Linked DNA regions of Hordeum vulgare: region 1 is linked to region 2. The links are chromatin contacts, called in public Hi-C maps. All regions are on one chromosome and are shown on one strand. Each heading gives the region's core, a stretch centred on a gene start, on an enhancer-like site or on the middle of the called end of the contact. The rest is flanking DNA. Distances are from core to core; before and after follow the strand shown.

What was found. A called contact is a pair of places that touch in the nucleus more often than the background predicts.
Region 1: a Hi-C map of leaf shows a contact between it and region 2, with 4 times the contacts expected there. The contact joins the promoter of LOC123410522 here to the enhancer-like site in region 2. A contact is called at or near these places in 2 of 6 Hi-C or Micro-C datasets (both in leaf).

The regions. Positions count from the first base shown.
Region 1 is chr7H:541,210,099-541,217,262 of MorexV3_pseudomolecules_assembly, forward strand. It overlaps LOC123410522, which reads left to right and starts at 4,592. Exons shown (of 4, transcript XM_045103469.1): 1 at 4,592-5,666; 2 at 6,208-6,348; 3 at 6,452-6,663; 4 at 6,763-7,164. The coding sequence starts at 4,989. The coding sequence ends at 6,955.
Region 2 is chr7H:541,176,884-541,184,537 of MorexV3_pseudomolecules_assembly, forward strand. LOC123413658 (a long non-coding RNA gene) reads right to left here and starts at 886. Exons shown (of 3, transcript XR_006613793.1): 1 at 864-886; 2 at 665-714; 3 at 536-570. Within about 2 kb of position 4,813, at least 3 of the 3 cell types and tissues checked have open chromatin away from gene starts, as enhancers often do. A contact at or near this core is called in leaf, where this site is marked.

The DNA.
Region 1 (7,164 bases), core at 3,342-5,841, 33 kb after region 2:
TTGGGTTTAGTGGTATCCCCTACACATACAATAATGGGCAGGATGGCAATCGCAATGTGCAAGTGCGCCTTGATCGTGCTTGTGCGGATGAATCTTGGAGAGAGTTATTTCCAGCTGCTAAGGTTTTTCACCTTGCCTCATCATGTTCGGACCATAGCCCGCTCCTGGTGCAGCTTGAGGGGGTTCAAGGAAACCGAAGGGGGTGTGCGAGCCCAAGATATGAGATAATGTGGGAGAGGCATCATGCGCTTCCGGAGGTGATTGCAAAGTCTTGGGCTGCTAGTAAACCAAACGGGAATCTGAGCTCGGTAGCAGCAGCACTCAAGAAACTATTGGCGGATTTAAAGCAATGGAGTTTGGCAAATTTCGGTAACGTTCTAAAGGAGATAGAGCAGCTACGTTCTCAGCTTGCAGACCTGCAGTTTTCTGGCGCTGATCATGCTCAAGTTCAGGCGAAAATGAATCAGCTAGATGAGCTATTATACAGAGAGGAAATGTTGTGGCTGCAGCGATCACGTATCACATGGTTGAAGGAGGGTGAACGAAATACCCAGTACTTACACCGGCGGGCTGTGTGGAGAGCTCGGCGAAACCACATCCAATGCTTGATGAAAGCGGATGGTTCCTGGTGTTCCGTGCCCACGGAGATGGAGAGGATGGCGTCCTCCTATTTTAAGGAGGTCTATACCAAGGACCCTACTCTGGTTGCAAATGAGGTTCTTCAGTGCATAATCCCAAAAGTTACTTTGGAGATGAATGAGGCTCTGTGCAAGCCATTTTCAGAGCAAGAAATATCTGATGCGCTCTTTCAAATTGGCCCCTTGAAGGCCCCTGGTTGTGATGGACTCCCTCCTCATTTCTATCAACGTAATTGGTCTGTACTCAAACCTGAAATTACTGTAGCAGTGCAAGAGTTTTTTAACACAGGGAATATGCCGGAGGGTGTAAACGACACATCTATTGTGTTGATTCCTAAAGTTCCACATCCAAAGGAACTGAAGGACTTTCAACCAATTAGTTTATGCAATGTGGTGTATAAGATTGTATTAAAGTGCATGGTGAACATATTGCGCCCGTTTCTTACTGAACTTATATCAGAGCATCAGAGTGCTTTCATTCCAGGGAGACTCATCTCTGATAATTCTATCATTGCCTTCGAATGTATACACCATACTCAGTCCATGAAGGAGAATTCACCGGCCTTGTGCGCTTATAAGCTGGATCTCTCAAAGGCTTATGATCGTGTGGATTGGGATTTTCTAGTGATGGCCCTTATGAGATGGGGTTTCTCACAAACTTGGATCTCACGAGTAATGGCTTGTGTTACTTCTGTCAAATATTCAGTGAAGTTTAATGGCAAGTTATTGGAGTCATTTTCCCCCTCGAGGGGGCTCCGACAAGGTGACCCATTGTCCCCCTTTCTATTCTTATTTGTTGTTGATGCCCTTTCTGCTTTGATCAGTAAATCTATGAGGGAGGATGGTCTGCAAGGGGTGAAAATTTGTCGTGGGGCACCTGAAATTTCTCATCTACTTTTTGCGGATGATTCACTCTTATTATTCCATGCAACAGGACAGCAGGCGGTACTGGTTAAAGGTTTGTTGAACACCTTCGCATCGGCCACGGGTTAGTTGATAAATCCCTCGAAGTGTTCCATTCTTTTTTCAGATCATTGCTTGCCATCTGTTGTTACTCTTATTAAGAGTGTGTTGGAGATAACTCAGGAATTTTTGAGCCTAAATACTTGGGACTACTAGTACCGGAAGGAAGAATGCACAAAGGCAAATTTGAAACCGTTCAAGAACGTCTAAGGAAGAGACTAATCGATTGGAGTGAACAATATATGTCGTCAGGTAACAAAGAAGTCTTAATTAAATCTATCGCTCAAGCTATTCCTGCATATGTTATGAGTGTGTTCAAGCTCCCTGCCTCGGTTTGTGATGAGCTCACCCGCATGATGCGCCAATATTGGTGGGGAGTAGAGAATGGTAAGAAGAAAATGGCATGGATGAGTTGGGACAGAATGAGACTTCCTAAATCCATGGGGGGTATGGGCTTCAGAGATATGAGAGCTTTCAACCAAGCGTTGTTGGCTAAGCAAGCTTGGAGACTTATTGATTCTCCTGACAGCCTATGTGCGAGATTATTGAAGGCAAAGTATCACCCTCATGGTTAGTTGTTGGACACCGTGTTTCCAAACACTGGTTCTGCAGTGTGGAAAGGTATATTGCATGGGTTGGAACTGTTGAAAAAAGGAGTTATATGGCGGGTGGGTGACGGGGAGCACATTCGTACTTGGCGTGATCCCTCGATTCCGTGGCCGTCCTCCTTCCGTCCAGTCACCCCGAAGGGCAATTGTCGTTTGAACCGTGTTTCAGATTTTCTGGACGCCAATGGGGCATGGAGGGCTGATCGTCTTCGTGAATACTTTTGGGAGATGGATGTATTACATATTCTCAAGATACGTACCTCTCCAAGGCAGCGTTCTGATTTCATTTCATGGTTCCCAGAAAAGAGTGGAATATTTTCAGTAAAGAGTGCTTACAAATTAGCCACATGTGATCATGACACAACTTTTTCTGGAGGGGCCTCAAGTGCGGCGGCAAATGGTTCTCGCTCTCTTTGGAACTGTGTTTGGCAATCCTCGGTTCCGCAGAAGATGAAGATAACTGCTTGGAAAATTGTTTCTGGAGTGCTACCGACACAACAATGTAAAGTGTTACGACATATATCCACAAGTTCAACGTGCCAACTTTGTGGTCTGGAGGAGGAAGGTACATATCATGCTTTGATCGCATGCATTCGTGCGAGAGAGGTTTGGCTGAATATGCGTACAAGATGGCCCCTACCTCCTGATGATCTCCTAGTTGATAATGGTAGGGAATGGCTTATGCACCTCTTATACAGGTGTTCAGATGATGTGCGTGACATGATTATCATGCTAGTATGGCGCATTTGGCAGCTACGCAACGACCAAACTCATGGTAAGGAGATACCGCCAGTTTCTTCTCCGGTGGAATTCCTGGACAGTTATTATAAATCCATTAAGTTAGCAGGACGTTATTCGGTGGATGACATTCTGAAAGGTAAAATGCCATCTTCGGCAATTCAGATAGTTCTGCCCAGGAGGGAGGCTCCTTCCTTGCCTTGGTCGGCGCCGAGTCCAGGATATGCTGCTCTGTCAGTTGATGGATCATTTCAGGAGTCAGATAGCTCGGCGGTCGCCGGTATGGTTCTGCGAGATCATGAGGGACAGATCATTTTTGCTGCATACCGGGTCCTGTTTTATTGCAACGATGCCCTGGAAGCTGAAATTCATGCGCTGATGCAAGGTATGGCCTTGGCAATCCAACACACGGATCTTCCAGTCGTCGTCCAGTCGGATTCTTCAGAAGCCTTAGCGAGCCTATCGAGCAATGCTTTAACTCGCTCAACTTATGGTCATTTGGTCCGAGAGATTAAGGAGTTGATGAGTAACAGGGAGTTTGTACCTCAGAAAATTTATCGCACTCAGAATAGAGTTGTCGATCGGTTGGCCAATTATAGCCGTTCTGAGCGAACTACAGTTGTGTGGTTGCGTTCGGTTCCACCTTGTATTGAGGGTTTGTGGCCTCTCGACTGTAACACTATGACATCTTAATAAACTCCCTTTATCCCGCAAAAAAAAAAAGAATTCCCTTAGCAACATGTGGATTAGTGGATACCGGAAATGGAAGGTACAAGGCCGACAGAAATTTGCAGAATAACATCGTATCTCGCGTGTATGTCCTTTTTGCACGCGTGTAAGAACATCTCTAACAGAGGCATTAAATAAATCACGTGCTTAAAATACATGTTATATGACGTACCTACGGACGAAACCAACGCTCCAGCAGCCATGTAATAATGTCACGCGCGGTAAAAAACGTGTCAACATGCTGGGAAAAACTGCATCACGCATGGTTTACTTGTTACGTCCGTTTCAGCATGGTGGACAAACCAAACTTGCGCGTGAACCACCAACCACCGGATCTGAAACATCTCGGTGTCAGCGCCTCCACCCGCTCTTCCCGTCGGTGCTTTCCTTGCCTCTTTCCAACGCGCCGCCGCCCCCGCTGCCGCTCCTGGTGGTCGCCGTTGCTTGCTCTGCCTATTCTCCTTGTCGTCGTCCATTGAGTGCTCCGTTCCTCCACAGAACGGTGCCCGATGGTCGTCTGCAGCTTGGCGCCCATTAAGTGTTTGATAAAAAATCTGACAATAGTAATTGTACTATTTATTGTTGGTTTATTTTGTGTATGTTTGATTTTTTGGTTTTATGTTTAAGTGAAAAATGTATTTATGCTAGATCGCACGTTGTGTAAATTTAACATTGCGCTACCTGCAACGTGCTAAATTTTACAGCTAGCTACCACACGTCTACGAGCGCGCTAAAACGCTACATCAACGTGAAGAAAAAATCTAACATGTCTGTTGAAAATGCTCTAAGCTCCGGCCACGTACCCTCGTGTTGCCGGCCAAAAGAGCGCGTGGTTCCTCAGCATCACCGCCACCTTCCGTCCGCATTGCTCGCTCCGCTCCATTAGCTGCACGCACGGATGCAAAGCGAAAGCCACTACTTGGTCCAAGCTGAACTAACGGTTTCGCTCCAGCCGATAGGGTCCGGAGCGAGCGGTCACGCCGGCCGACCTCGAATTAACTCGCGACCACGCAACGACACGCGCAGCAGCAGCAGCAGGCCGAATAAAAACTTGCTTAGCGCCCGGTGCAGCGCACCGGTGCATACCGATCCTTTGCCGCCCTGTTCCCTATAGCCCGGTCGATCACGACATGCTAAAGCGGAGGTAGCGGCAGCCTTCGATCGCCCTCACGTCACGCCGTCGCCGTCGTCCTCTTCTTTGTGGAGCTTCCACTTCTCGAGCTTGCTCGATCGCTGATCGCTTTTGCCCGCGGCGGCGTGCGTCAAGACTCACGAGGGGCGGCCGGAGGAGGGAGGGGAGGGATCGGTCGGCATGCATCAGATAGGGAGCGGCATGTACGTGTCCGGCCGGGCGCCGGACAGGAGGCGGGAGCGGCAGCTATCGTCGGGGTCGGTCGCCACGCCGCCGTACACCGGCGGGGACCTGTCGCGGTCAGGGGAGCTGGGACGGATGTTCGACGTCGCCTCCTCGGCGTGGCAGTCGCAGGCGCCGTCCCCGGCCTCCTCCTCGCGCCGCAGCTCCGGGCACCTCCCGCTGCCGCCCAGGCCAGCCCCGTCGCCCTCGGCGTCCGGGCCGCTGTCGCAGCTCTCGCACTCCGGCCTCCTCGTGGGCCCGTCGCCTCCCGCCGCGCCGTCGCCGGCGCGGGGAGGGTCGTGGAGGAAGGCGAGCAGGAGGCGCGCGGCCGCCATGGAGGAGGCGGCGCCCGTCGTGGCGCGCGGGAGCACGAGGCTCGGCGTCCCGTTCGCGTGCTACGTGCTGCTGCTCGTGGCCGCCGCGGCCGGAGTCGGCGCCGGGCTGTTCTTCCTCGTGGCGTGGCGCCGGTGGGAGGCGCTCGCGGCTGCGGGCGGCGCCGTGGCGGCAGCCGCGGCCGTGCTCTCCTGGAACTTTCTGCGGTGCGCGGCGGAGGCGGAGCGGTTCTTCCGGCTGTCCCCCGACACGGTGTTCGACCAGGGGGACATGCCCATCGGCGAGCTCGTCAAGATCACCGGGGTGAGCCACCGCCTCATACCTCTCTGTTCTGCTCACCTGCAAAATCCATTATCGCTACGCTGAGTGATCAATGATCAGACACCGTTTATTCAGTCGTTTGCCAAGAACTTGCATGCCGATTTAATTGCTTAGCATCGTGATCGAATATAGCTAGAGCGTGCCATAATCCAGCTTTCAGAGGCGTCTGCTGAAGCTTAGCTCGGCAGCAAGCGACGCATATGCCAATCTGATCGGGCAGCCCAAACTGCTGGAGCTGCTTTGCTTGCGTTTGGCAAGCGTCGGAGGCTGTCAAACTGGGGCTTAAGCAACATGTGGTGGTCAATGGCTTCCCTGCCATGCATTACCTCTGGTGGAACACAAGCTACCTGACCACTTTTGCTTCACCAAGGCACACCGCATGGCTAATTTACTCTGCAAGCATTAGCAAGAGATAATTACAGAGAAAAACGATGCTTAACATTACACCGTGTTGCTGCTGAACTTATATTCGTGCCACGTGTTCTGATGTTTCATGATCGCCGTGCCGTGCTTTGCGTTGCAGCAAGTGACCTGCGGGCGGGTCCCCGTGGGAGCCTGCTTCCACGACGCCGCCCGGTGCGTCTTCACGTCGGTCCGGGTGTACGGCCGCCGTGGGTGGGCGTGGGCCTGCTGCTGCTCACGGTGGCAGCTCAGGCACGCCGAGGTCAGTCAGTCACTCAGTCAGGCTCTGCCACCCTCGTAAATCAGTTGGCACCGATGGTCTACGGGGCGCAGTGCTGACGGAATGTGTCTTTTGACCCTGGCAGGCGCGGTCGACAAACTTCTACATCTCCGACAGGAACTCCGGGAGGAGGTTCTACGTGCGCGCCGGAGAAGGCGCCAAGATCACCTGGATGATCAACCGGAAAACCATCCGCTTTGACGGCGGCGACGGCAGCAAGGGCGCGTCGCGGAGCCTCAAGAGCTGGGCGGCCAGCACCGGCGTGTCCTGCGACGGCGCCGTGCGCGTCGAAGAAGGGTAATAAGGCATTCGTGGCTCAGCTTCAGAGCACGGCTGACATACATATCATATGCGCAGTCACATGTTGAGCAAAACTGCAACCAACTGGCTTGACAGGTTCGTCAGGGAGGGGGACACGGCGAGCGTGATCGGCGTGCTCAAGAGGCACCACGCCTTCAACGTCGTCGACGCGCCGGACGGCGTGGTGGCCACCGGCCGCCAGCCGGCGAGGTGCATGTTCCCGGTTCTCGTCGAGGGGCTGGTGCTCATCGGCAGCGACGACCCCGACGAGGGCGTCTACATGGTCTAAGCATAAGCTTGCGACGACTGACCGGCCTCGGGCTGCTTTGACAGTTTCAGTGCTGACTATATTGACAGTTTCAGCGCCTACCATATTAGGTTTCCGCAGCACAAGGATCTGCTGCATACTGAATGCTGTAAATTAGAGTGAGGTTTTTAACTGTTTATAGGCTTGTCCGGGTTTGATGCTGTGGTAGCAGATGCTCTCTTTTTTTTTTA
Region 2 (7,654 bases), core at 3,563-6,062:
CTTTGCCACATAACATATTTTTAGGCAATGCAACAAAGCAATTTTGGTCGTTCTACAAATGATGAAAGAAGTACTCACATCTTCTATTTTACTTTCGGAATCTGCACATGATAGCATTATGTCCATTCAATGACTTCCAGCGTAGCAAAGCTCCTTCGGGTTTACAAATTCGAACACCTGAACATGAAGATGCAAGGAGAACACCACCAATTCTCTTTCTTTCTAGGATTGCTTTGACACAAATTCATCGGTCAGAATCTGGTGAGCTCATCGGCACAATCATAGAGTACTCAAGTGCGGCTGTTAAGGCATGCTTATGGTTGGAAGAAACCAAGTGCAGTTCTCTAAGTTCTTCAACGTTCTCAGGTTGTTTTAACTCTACATCATTATCTTTCATATTATTCTTTTTTTTCACAGTCGCAAATAATAAACCACTCCTAAATAATAAGTCCGAAGTGCAGCAGTCATAGCCCAAATCCTGATGACGAAACCATGTAAGCGGTTACAACTTACTACCTGCTGTCGGGGTCTTCAAGCTCTTTCTTCACATCTTCAGGAAGGTTTGCAACTCTGACACACAACAAACAAGGGATATCCGAGACGCGTTCATACGTTTCGGCACAGAATCCTGCGCTGAACTGAGGCGAGAGAGACACAAGCATACCTCGGCGCCAAGCGCAGGAGCGTTCTCCTCAGAGCTGGGAAATCCGGCACCTGAAGGCAAAAAGGCAAAAAGGCACGCTTAAAATCCAGTTTGGCTGAAGAAAGGGGCCTGATGAGGCCATGACTTGGCTCTGTCAGAGGCCATTTGTACGCAATCGCAAGAGACGCCGGCGACGGCGCAATCCGGATAGGGCACTCACGTCGGAAATGGAGATGATGCCGAAGTCCACCGCCTCGAACCCCAGGTTCCTCCAACTCGACACCACCAGCGTGTTGTACAGCTGCGCCACCCCGTGCTCCGCTGCAGTACCCGCTCCGCCGTTGCCGGGAGCTAGCAGGTCGGGCACCCTTTCCTTCGCGCGCTGGATCAACCTCGCCACGTCCGCGGCGGTGCCGTGCGCCACCGCACCGCGCGTCGCCGTCAGCGACTGCACCACCATGCAGTTGCCGTAGTACCCGTGCCTGGCGCCCACGAGCCGGCGCACGTTGGCCGAGAACGACAGCGCCACGGGGGGCTCGTCGGACACGGAGACGATGGCCGCGCGAGTCCGGCACTGCCACAGCACGGCTGCGACGGCCTCGAACACCGTGCACGGGTCGCCGAGCCCGGCGGCGTCGAACTCGGCCCTGACGCGCCCGATCAGGCCGGCGGGGACAGTGACGTCGAGGAGCCCCAAGTCCCCGTTGAACAGGCAGCTGAGCGCCCGCTTCTGCGTGGCGACCATCGAATGCGGGAGGCACGGGAGCGAGCCGTCGTCCGCGCGGAGCGGCACGACGGACGGCGTGGGCGACGCCCCACGCGCGAACTCGCCGACGACACCCATGTGCTACGCCATGCCCTCTCCGTCGGTCAGCACGTGGTTCCACGTCCCCGCGACGGCGACCCCCCGCAGGCAAACTCGGTGACCTGCACAAGCAGCAGCGGGTCGGCGTGGCGGCAGATCCCGCCAGGGTACCGCGCGACGAGGCCACCGAGCAGCGGCGCCGTGACGTCCGCCAGCGCGTAGCCCACCGACGCGGTGACGAACATCACGCCTGCCGCGCCCTCGATGCGCAGGAGCTCGCCATCGCCCTCGGCTGCGAGGCGGCCGACAACGGGGCGGTAGTGGGCGAGCGCGAGGAGGACGAGGGATGGGCGGCCGGCAACGGGGCGGTAGTGGGCGAGCGCGAGGAGGACGAGGGATGGTCCGTCGGTCAGCACGTGGTTCCACGTTCCCGCGACGGCGAACCCCCCGCAGGCGAACTCGGTGACCTGCACAAGCAGCAGCGGGTCGGCGTGGCCGCAGATCCCGCCAGGGTACCGCGCGACGAGGCCGCCGAGCAGCGGCGCCGCAACGTCCGCCAGCGCGTAGCCCGCCGACGCGGCGACGAACATCACGCCTGCCGCGCCCTCGATGCGCAGGAGCTCGCCATCACCCTCGGCTGCGAGGCGGCCGGCAACGGGGCGGTAGTGGGCGAGCGCGAGGAGGACGAGGGATGGGCGGCCGGCAATGGGGCGGTAGTGGGCAAGCGCGAGGAGGACGAGGGATGGTCCGTCGGTCAGCACGTGGTTCCACGTCCCCGCGACGGCGAACACCCCGCAGGCGAACTCGGTGACAGGCACAAGCAGAAGCGGGTCGGCGTGGCGGCATATCCCGCCAGGGTACCGCGCGACGAGGCCGCCGAGCAGCGGCGCCGCGACATCCGCCAGCGCGTAGCCCGCCGACGCGGCGACGAACATCACGCCTGCCGCGCCCTCGATGCGCAGGAGCTCGCCATCGCCCTCGGCTGCGAGGTGGCCGGCAACGGGGCGGTAGTGGGCGAGCGCGAGGAGGACGAGGGATGGGCGGCCGGCAACGGGGCGGTAGTGGGCGAGCGCGAGGAGGACGAGGGATGGGCGGCCGGCAACGGGGCGGTAGTGGGCGAGCGCGAGGAGGACGAGGGACGGTGATGGGGAGAGATCTGGAGACGGATGAGAATCGTGGGAGAAGTGGACGATGTGCGGGGATGCTTTGGATTTCGGTGGACCACTTCGGTTTTTGGAGGGATGTAACTTTGGTTTTCGGAGGGATGTAAAAAATCGGAAGGGGGAGGGGGTGTGACGTGGGTGCCTATTCTAAAGGGGGATTGCTGGTCGAACCATCACGACGACGGCAGATCCCCTTTAATAGTAGAGATACATGTTTCACGCTGGATTGTTTATACACGTGGTTATCCCATATGAGATATACAAGGGAAGTTTGTGATCATATGTTCCTTTGTTAGTAGGTCTTCGTCCCTACTCATTGTTCCTTTCAATACATATGCATCATTTTATAGATCTTCTAATATTTTGAAGAAGTGGCCAAGCGATAGTTAGGGCAAAATACACAACATTTGAATCGAAAACAATGATAGAACAAAGATGGATGAATTCCATGGATGTAGAGAGGGAGAACAATGGGGACAAAGCCATTTTTTCTGGATGCAACAAAGGTAGTGAAAGAGACGGTGACATGAGGAATTAAGGACACAACCTTCTAATTCGTAAAAAATACATGAAGGGCCTCCCCTACTATTTCACGTTAAAAAGTGAGGCATGACAGAAAAAGAATTGGAAGAAAGAATTGGTGATTACCGTTATATGGTGAATATCCATCATGTTTGAGATACACATCCGAAATAAAACAATGTCTGATGTATTTTTTATGTTCCGTAGCAACGCATGGGTATTTAACTAGTAAGGAATGGAGGGAGTACCAAAGATGAAACATGCAAAAACACGAGGACTACACATCAAGGCAGTCTCCAGTTCTTCATTCATACGGAGTATATCCAAACCTGGGGCGGTGCCCCTAGCATCGCACTAAGAGCATCTTCAATAGACGGTTCAAATGTAAAAATACCTAACTTTTGGATCGTCTGAGGCAAAAAACAATTCTCCAGCAGACGGTCCATATGTAAAAAAATTGGACCGCGGCCTACTCGTGATGTAAAATGCAACACCTCGCGGTGCAAATTTACATCACGAGGTGCATCTGGTCCAAAACCAACCGCCGCCCGCGAACGCCCAACCATCACTTCATTTCCCTTCCCGCCCGCCCGCCCGCTTCCCGCCCGCCCACTGCCGCCCCCCGTCGTCCGGCGCCGTCATGGCCGAAGGCGACGACCCCGCCGCCTTCTCCGTCGCTGCCGCAGTCGGTGGGCTGCCCCACGTGGCCACCGCCGCTGCCATCTCGCCCGCAACCGCTGCCATGCCGCCGCCCCCCGTCCGCCGGCCCGGATTAGCTCTGCCCCGGCCGGTGGCCACCGCACCGGCGGCGAAGCCGGGGAAGGGACGAGGCGGCGGAAAATGGTCGGCCAACCGCAGCCGCAACCCGACCGACAGTTCTATGCGGCCGGTGAAGCTCTTCAAGGCGGTCGCGGCGGCTCGGGGTGACTAATCGCAGCCGATGCGTCGGCGGCCTCCTCCAGCAGCCCTACATCCATTTCTCAACCTCCCCCGCCGCCACCGCCGGCCGTGTAGGACGATGTGGTGAAGATGATGATGGTACCACGGTTCACAAGGCCGGTGGTGTTGATGACCCGCATGAGTAATATTCATGTGCATTTCAATTTCTAGGGCGAAAAACATTGATTGAGACGATGTTCTTTTGCTAGAGGGATTTGATACTATGATGGTGATGTACTTTTGATTGAAACTATGATGATGATGTACTTTATTTTCAAAAAATTTATGCTAGTTCAATGCAAAACCGTGGCTGAACAGTGGCTGACAGCAGACACGCGATCGTTTTTCAGATTTTTACATCTTTAGTTCGGACCATCTATTGAAGTTGCTTTTTTGAACCATCAATTTGTATCATCTGTTGAAGTTGAGCATTTTTCAAAGCTCCAAAATACACTTTTTGACGGTTTAAATTTTACATCTTCAGTTTTAAACCATCAAAATTTGAACCATTTATTGAAGATGCTCTAAGCTCCGTCAGTGTGCTGCTCTGCTCGCAAACTATCGGGAAGAAACAACATCTTGCCCGAAATCTGTTTCTTTCAACTGCACTCTTCTACTGTCAGTTTCAGAGTCAGACGCCGCGAACAAAGGCGGCCCCACGAGTCACCTGTGACACACTCGGGGAGAACGACGAATCCAGGACAGATCTGTCACGCGGAGGCCGAGCCCACATTCTTCCCACTACACGGGCCGACAGCCCATCCCCATCGTCACCCAAAAAATCCAGACCGTCTGCTCCTACTGCGGATCCATCTCGCGGCTCCACGTGTCCCGCCTCCAGCCGCTCCGGAACCGTCGGCAGCAGGTGCCGCGCACACGTCGGCTTACCACGCTACGGCACCTGGAAACGCGACGCGCTAAGCCATCACACGTGCGATCGCTTTTGCCGCTAATGCTGTGATTATCTCACGCTCCACGGCCCTCCACTTGTGCAGAGTATCTATGCTGGAGCTGCAATCTCGACTGGTTTATGCATACGATTATGCAGCGAGTGCATTAATTAAATATATCGCTGTCACGTGGGAAATCAACGAGGCAACCGGCCAGATATATGAAATCGTCCGAATGATATATTTTTTGACATGTCCTAGTGATCTTGACGTAGATTGAGCTGCAAACTGGACAAAACACGACGGTTTTCATTAGAAAATTAAAGGCAAAGGTGGCTGATTGAAGTGGGAAGACACATCCTCGTTGTCGACTGATCTCTGGCTGACGGTTTAGGCACCGGAAACGGAATCTTAGATTCATGCCGCACTGTACTTGGAAAATGCATGCAGAAGTTTAAAGGAGGATGCAACGTTTCGTTTCTACTAGTAGAAAAGATGTAATCAATCGTAAAGCTTATCCGTACTGGATGCAGATGCTTAGGAACGTTCGAGGGTTGTGTGCTGGCAATGGTTGGGGAGAAGCATAGATACTGCAGAATAGAAAGATGTGTTCGTCCAAAAATAATGGAGAGTGTGATTGGTGTCCTCTCGCTTTTTTATATATGAACCCGTTATCTTTCTTGGACATCACTAAACAGCGGCACCGCATTGCGGTGCGGCGGCTTAGTTAATCATTTTTCAATGTAAAAAGTAAGACTCTATTAATCACTCATCTAATGTAAAATTAGTGTGTGCGTGGAGTATCTCTCATGTATGCATGCATCAATGATATCATAATGTATAATGAAAACTCCTACATGCATGCAAGGATGTCATCAAGATTCTCTTTGATGTTTGAAATTCAAAAAGTTTTATCTATAAAAACATTAATTTAATCGATGATCTGCTTTCATCATTGACTTTCTCGCGACGAGTTCTTCAAAACTAGATCTCATGTTGACATGTTCCGTCAACTTTTTTTCCGATCATACTTGCCACATTTTTTGACCCACTTGTCATATTATTAACCACTTATTTGCGTGAGAAAAATAACTTAATTAACACTTTTTGATGTTGTTTCGTACAAAGCCTTGTAACCGTTTTCATTATACATGATACAAAAACATGTCATAGGTTGTGTTTATCAATTTAAATATGCTAACTTGTCATATTTACATGCAACTTTACCAGAAAACTATTTTGTGTGTTTGTTAGTTTAGCTATGCCGAGTTGTCATATTTATAAATGATGACCAAAAACAAATTTTTGTGGTTACCGGTTTTAAATATGTTGAGTTGTCACATTTTTGCGTGTAATCGCCTAAAAAAATTGTTTGTGCTTACGATTTTGATTATGTCGAGATGTCATATTTATACATAATTTCTAAAAATTTGGTGATTAAGTTATTTTTTATCAGACAAGTAAGTACTTACTAATATGACAAGTAAGTGCAATAAATGTAGTAAGTACGAGGAAAAAAAGTTGTCGAAACATATCGACATGGGATCTAGTTTTGAAGATTTCGTTGAAACAAAGTCAACGGCGAAAACGGATCATCGGTCGAATTAACGGTTTAAGAGATAAAAAAAAATTAAATCCAGTAATTTATAACGAATTTGATAACATCATTGAATGCATGCATGCATGCATGACGAAGAAAGCCGCCGCACGGGATATGGATGATGGGGTGCTTCTCGATAGAATTTCCCATCTTTCTTTGTACAACTTGTTAATACTTTTTGCTAATTTACTTCTTAAACATTCTCTTCTCTAAATTAATGGAAGTATTAGTGTTGCATTTTTTTCAAAAATAAAATAAGGAACAACTCGTTCTCACCTCTTTGGACTACTACCCCAAAAAAACTAAGCTGCTACTCAACTCGATGAAAATCTTATGATTAATTATGCTATGCAACCTGCGACAGAAAGTACTAATATATTGAGTGCGTTTCATCGAGAATTCGTAGTGAAAAATTATTAGGCATATGAAAGCTAAAATGAATATCATGTAAAATATAATGTGGTACGCATATTTTAAAAGGTCGTCGAAATTATTTTGCAACCATGCATATAATATGGTCGAAATATAGTTGATTCATATGCTCTATAAAACCTAAATTGGATCCAAGTCCTGAGTGCACATAATTACATAAGTTGTAGCGAAAACATTAGAAATGGATGAAAGTAGAATATCAAATACAAAGAACCCATAGACCGATGGGACACTAGTGTAGGTGCTTACTATGGTTCCGCGTCCCGCCTGCCCGCAAAACGCGTTTGCGGGTCGCGCAAAACAGCTTTTGCGGACCAGCTTGGGCTGGCACAGATGCAGACCTCCCAAACGGATCCGTAAAAAAAATATTCATGGAATATTCCTTTTTACGGGTCGGCTTTGCGGGGTCTACTCTTTGCACCGCTGCTTCCCACATATCATCAGCCCGCAAATATCAAGTACAACATAATTCAACAACCAAAAACAAACTGAATTATTCAAATCAAACACAATACAATAATCATCCGCATTACAAATAATTATTCAAAACTTGTCATGAATACAAATACAAATGAATACAAAAATAAGTTACTGTCCAGCCCTTTGCCAATGGTGTTCGATGAGATCTTTCTGAAGTTGACAGTGTGTGTGTGGGTTTTC